2 separate regions of the Triticum aestivum genome follow, and region 1 is linked to region 2. Evidence: chromatin contacts called from public Hi-C data. All regions are on one chromosome and are shown on one strand. Each heading gives the region's core, a stretch centred on a gene start, on an enhancer-like site or on the middle of the called end of the contact. The rest is flanking DNA. Distances are from core to core; before and after follow the strand shown. Region 1 holds the start of LOC123189680. Region 2 holds the start of LOC123189678 (protein hsr-9).

Region 1 (2,967 bases), core at 51-2,550, 420 kb after region 2:
GCAAGAGCTCACAGGCCGAACCGTACCTGACCCATCTCGCGCAGTGCATTCTCGGCGTCGGAATCGACCAGTGAGCTTCTTCAGGGGTTCCATGTTCAGATGGTTGCAAAGTTTGCATGTGTGGTTGTGTGCGTGTGCGATTCCGCGGCGTGGCAGTGCGCTTGCTGCCGTCGACGCCGGTGTGCGGTCTTGTGGGTGAGCTGGAAACTTGTAAAACATACAGAATTATGCTTCCACGTGGTGGATGTAGTCATGTAGATGCTTGGTTAGGCTTTAATTAGCTGGTGCTGTAGGCTGGTGTAACTGTTTGATTATACATACTCTGGTGGTGTGTTTGTGTGCTGCGATTCAGCATGCCAGGCTCTGTGCCTCAGGGACTGGCTCGTGTTGTTTGAGACGAGTCGCCGATGTAGTAAGCCTGCAGCTTCAAGAGCCTGGCTACGACTCAGAGGGTAAGCCTCATTTTTTTTTTTGAGGATCAGGGGAAGCCTCAATTGTGACCTGTGGTTTGTTCCGTCCATGTGTTGTGTGCGTGCGTGATGGGCCGAACTTTTTTCCCTTTTCTTTTTCATTTTATGATACTGTGATCGGCCAAACTGGGTACCACATGTTATGTTATCAAACGTCGTAATGATTGGTCTGGTACCTGCATCCCATTTCATGTGTAGAGAAGCACCACTGCAGACCAAATAATGCCTGTCGTGCATCACCACTAACACCCGCCTCGAAGCACCACTGCATCCACTTGGCAAGGAGGCCAGGGCTTCTTTGGTACTCTCTTTGTAAAGAAATATAGTAACGTTTAGTTCACTAGAGTAGTAACCTAAACGCTCTTATATTTCTCTACGGAAGGGGTACAAAGGAATTCCATAGGATTTGAACTCTTAGGAATATGTCTTGTGATGATAGCTTTGATTCGCAGGATTGAAAACCTTAGGATTTTTTTTGTAGGATCCATTTGTATTATATTTTGGAGGAAAATTTTCATCCACTCAAACCTCTTTAAACAATTTTTTTTGTTTGTCCGACGCTATCAGACACCCCTTCAAATCCTGTAGAGCACTATAGGACATGTCACTCATCCTGCATTTTTCCTATTCCTGTGTTTTCACTGTTTTTGAGAATCCTGCGCGGCCACGATGCGGGCGAAAGAGACGAAGCTGGCTTGCGACCTGACGTTTTCCCCGTACTTGTCAAAGTTTCGGGTCCATATCCACGCAGACGGAACACGCCGGTGGGACGATCTGAAGCCGGAAAGAGGCCGCAATCCAGCGCACGACGCCCCTTCTTTCACCGCCCGCACCGGTCGACGGCCGATCCCCTGAACCTTCACTGCCCACCCACCCGCAGTTAGCTCACTTCCCACTCACACACTCCTTCACTGCCCAGTACCCACCCCACTGCCATCGCCCCCACCACCGGTACTACCAGCAGGTCCAGCGCCACCATCGCCCTACGCCCCCACAGCAACACGAGAAAACCACCGCAAGCACGCGCCCCGCTCCGCCCCGAGACGCGACGGTGGAACCCGGCAGGCACGAGCACGGCGCGCGGACACATAGCCCGAGCGCGCGCGATGGCAGTCGGAGGGCGGCGCGCGGCGGCGGCGGCGTGCGGGCGGTGGTGCCTGGTGATCCTCGCCGTGGCCTCCGCGCTCGGCGTCTCCGGGCCCGCGCTCTACTGGCGCTACAATAAGGGCTTCTCCTCCGCCGCCGCGGCCGCCGTCTCCGCCCCCTCCTGCCCGCCCTGCACCTGCGACTGCCCGCCGCCGCTCTCCCTCCAGTCCATCGCGCCCGGTGAGAGCCCCCCTCTCTTCAGATCTCGCACCGACGCGCGGTTCTATGCATAACGAAAATGGGCCCATCGGTTGAGACTAGCGTTAACTAGGTGGATGCGGTTGCTTATGAGTGTCGACGGACTGAATACACTGCTAGCAATAGACAATTTATATTGTACATATATGCTTTTAACTGGATCGATAAAGTGATGTCTGACATGGTTTTGCATTTCCTTCCTTTGCAGGGCTCGTGAACTTCTCAATTTCAGGTTTGAGCTCCTTCTTCACAGTCCATTTAATAGAGGTTCAGTATTATCCAGTCTTCTCATTGTAATTTGTTGAGTGTGAACTGAAACAAGAGAGAGTATAGCTGACATCTGATGGAGAACGACGTCACTTGTGAAGTTCTGATCATGATATTTTCTATACCAGACAGTTCAACCTGCAACTTTAGAATTTCCTGGAATCTTATCACCCTCCGACACAATTTAGACGTCCAGGGTTGTTGACATGCCTGTCATTTTAATGGTGTTATTCTTCACAGTTCCTGTTGCCAAATTGTTTGAACAAAGTAGTGCCTGTCAGCAGTACTGAAGTTTTATAGTAACCAAAACATAAGTAATACTCTATGAAGTGTTAGGTAAAATATTATCCCCAGTTTGTTTTATGTTCATATATTGCTCTTTTAAACTACTGGCGAGTTAAGTATCAGGCTGGATATAGATCATTTTGCAGTTTCTGAAAGACTTGACTCTTAAGGACTTCAGCATGAAACCTGTGAGATTTGTCTAATGATAGACTCTATTGAATGACCTAGTGTATACTAGTATTTGCTAAATCAACCAAATATATTGAGAAAAACGTGTGTTTATATTTGCTCAGAGTTTTGATGCTTTTGTCGTATAGTAATGTGAACAATACACAAGAAAGGCTAATGATGCTGTTGTTCTTAATTTATGTTGGTATGCATCATATGCTCACAAGCTTAGGTCCAAATATTACTTCATATGTACAATACCATCCAAATTCTTGGTTTGTCTCATAACACATTAACTTTTTGCAACCAAACATGGATTACTTCATGCTATTTCCAGTGGCACCTTAACATTAAAACCAAACATGGATTACTTCCTGTTATTTGTAGTAAGGGGTGATTACTCCCCTGCACTGGTTTTACGTGCCATGCAGCT
Region 2 (3,128 bases), core at 214-2,713:
TATGAGTGACAGTAATTTCTAGGGATCTCTCAACGTCACCACAACTGTGTTGTACCTCTCCCTGATCCATTTGACATCATTGATACAACTTTCAAAGTAAAGACAACAACTATGTTATTTCGTCTCCCTAATCCATTTGACATTCCCCATGTTACTTCCAAAAGTAAAGACAACAATTACACCATGTATTCTCACTAGTCCATTTGGCATCTACCATAGTCAACATATACAGAAGCTATTCCCCACACAAAATAACATATAAAGAAGCTATTCCCCACACAAAATAACATATACAGAAGCTATGAAAATAAAAAGAAGAGAAAAACATGTTCCACACCTTATGATCCTGAAAAAGTGTGTGAATGTTTCCTGGATCAAGTCGTCACAGTCAAGGTCCAACATTAGGACGCAAGACCTGACCTTGGCGATGGTTTCCAGCATGGAAACTCGCTTTGCAAACAACGGGCTTTTGGTATCATCCAGCTTGCCGAAAGCGTCCACAACCACTGTGAACACACCCTGAAGCCGCCAAGTAAATAGAAGGGTAAGCCGCCAGGTACAAAGTTTCATCATGAGAAGAATTCATCACGAGAAGACTCACCCTCATCACATCATCCTCGTACGGAGGATCTGGTGCGGAGACCCTGGTAACCTCTGTTAGGCAACATGCTATACCAACCTTAACCCCCGGGTGAGGGTGGTTTAGCAGATCCTCTCTGACCAAAGCATCCATCATGGGCCGAATAGCAGCGCGCGTGCTGTCGGGTGGAGACTGGTCCACCCTGGACAACCAGATCTCTGCTTCCTGCACAAATGAAACATCAATTGTGAGTATCTAGACTAGCAATCAAAATAGCAACCACTGCCTGTAACTAACCAGTTAGGGTAGACTACAGAGCACAGATACAATCCAACGCTAAATAAATAATATAATAGCATCGCACAGGTAATTCGGTCCTTGTGACTAGCAAAGGCAAAAACAAGTGATTCAACGCAGGGGCCGGGAGGCGATAAATCTCCAACCTTATCTAGAAGGTATAAAATATCGACGGATACAAGAACAATGATACTAACAGCGAAGGCGACCAAAAAAGAAAAAAGAAAAAAGCAGTGATTCGAATTCGCCGGGGCGCTCACCTCGAGCAACGCTTGCAGCTCCTTGTTGGAGTCCGGGAGCGAGACGAAGCGCGCGGCGACGTCGCGCAGCCGCCGCTCGACTTCCATCTGCGCACCCCCCGACGCCATCAGCGGGGAGGGCTCGGGCGCGGCCCGACGGTGGAAGGATCTAGCCGGGGAAGGTGGTTAGGGTTTCGGGAGGGGGGTCGTGGGAGGGGGAGACGGGAGCACGAAAGCTTTGGGTGGGTAGTTTGGGGGGAAGTTCTGGCGATAGAGACGAACGGGGGGTTTCTACTACTTCAATATTTTCCCTCCTCTCTCTCCTCTCCTACTCTCTCGCTCTCTCTCCATCCGCGAGTCGTGCTGCGGACGGTTTTGCCCGCTTTTTAGGTTGTGTGGTTCGGCCTGGGCCAGACGTGGGGTACTTATACTCGCACGGGTAAATCTTTTCCAGGCACGCTATAAATGTCTGCTATAAATAGCGAATATCGCAATATTGTGTGGGCTGGGGTGCAGGGTGTGAAATTGGAGTAATTTGCTGGTGGCCAGGGTTGTAAACGTGAACCCAGGGTAATTTTGGCGGTGGAGTGATTTGCTGGTGGCCAGGGTTGTAAACGTGAACCCAAGGTAATTTTGGCGATCCACGGGGGTTGTGATGTGAGATTTTCTGTTTCGAATGGACGGACCAGAATATAAAGGTAGTAAATTGTAGAAAATCTTTTCGAGGTATGCTATAAATGCCTCCTAGAGATAGAGACAAGATTGTTAGGTGGCGGGTGGGGCTTAAGTGTAGAATTTGAGTATTCTGTTGGTGGCTAGGGCTATATATGTAAAAACTTAAGAAGATTTTGGGTTGTAGTGTAAAAATTTTGTATTGAACGAATGGACGAGAATAAAAGCTAGCAAATTGAGTAGAACTTTCCATGCATGCTATAAATGTCTCCTAAAGATATACTTCCTCCGTTTCTAAATATTTGTCTTTTTAGAGATTTCAACAAGTGACTACATACGGAGCAAAATGAGTGAATCTACACTCTAAAATATGTCTATATACATCCGTATATAGTAGTCCATTTGAAATCTCTAAAAAGACAAATATTAGGAACGGAGGGAGTGGACGAAATATTAGGTGGTTGGTAGACTTTCTGTAAAATTAGAGTTTTGCTAGCGGGCAAGGTTATAAACATGGGCCCGAGGCAATTTTAGGGGGTTGTGATGTGGAAAAAAACTATTTTCAAATGGTAGGGTGGGAATAAAAGGTGGTTGGTAGGTTTACAAAGGATTCTTTTTGATGAATTGTCTATGTATTCTATAGATGTCTATAAATGATAGAGATGAGAAAAAACAAACCTTGCGTGATCTCACGGCTTGGTGGGAACATAAACGCGAGATTTTGGACATAGCTAGGGTTCAGAATGTGAATTCAGAGTACTTTTGGTGACAGCTAGGGTTTAAAATGTGAATGTAGGGTACTTTGGTGGTGCCTCGGGGTTTTGAATGTGACTGTAGGACCTTTTTCTATGGCAACTAGGGTTTAACATATTAATCTATGGTGTTTTAGTGAAGCTAGGGTTGTAGATGTAAATCTAGGGTATTCTTTCTGTGGTGGCTAAGGGTTTAAATATGAATATAGGGAATTTTGTGTGATGGCGGGGTTGTTAATGCAAATGTCATATTTTAAAAGGTGGGATGAGAAAATAAGGTCACGGGTAGAGTTTATGGAGGGTTGTTTGCCTGAATTATAGTTTATTTGTTTTATTACACACATGGAAGATACATTTATAAAACCTAACCAGTACAATTACGACGCCTTCAACTTTTCTAGATACACGTGTTTTGGACACATGAGGGGAGTGTAAGTTAGTTAACGAGATTCAATTTTGTGTTATCTTTCATAAAAGTTCGGAGCATTCATATTAGAAGAATCATTTATAGACCATATTGTCGCACATTGTCCTTTCATTGGCAAATGAAGCGACGTAAGATATTGCTGTCATATTTTGACACAAAAA

What was found. Hi-C and Micro-C count contacts between places; a contact is called where the count stands out from the background.
Region 1: a Hi-C map of leaf shows a contact between it and region 2, with 4 times the contacts expected there. The contact joins the promoter of LOC123189680 here to the promoter of LOC123189678 in region 2. A contact is called at or near these places in 2 of 5 Hi-C or Micro-C datasets (both in leaf).

Annotation. Positions count from the first base shown.
Region 1 is chr2A:605,043,931-605,046,897 of IWGSC CS RefSeq v2.1, forward strand. LOC123189680 reads left to right here and starts at 1,301. Exons shown (of 3, transcript XM_044602151.1): 1 at 1,301-1,796; 2 at 2,023-2,046. The coding sequence starts at 1,577. It overlaps LOC123189679 (gamma-tubulin complex component 2), which reads left to right. Exons shown (of 21, transcript XM_044602150.1): 21 at 1-518. The coding sequence ends at 74.
Region 2 is chr2A:604,627,135-604,630,262 of IWGSC CS RefSeq v2.1, forward strand. It overlaps LOC123189678 (protein hsr-9), which reads right to left and starts at 1,464. Exons shown (of 12, transcript XM_044602148.1): 1 at 1,138-1,464; 2 at 602-805; 3 at 338-519. The coding sequence starts at 1,245.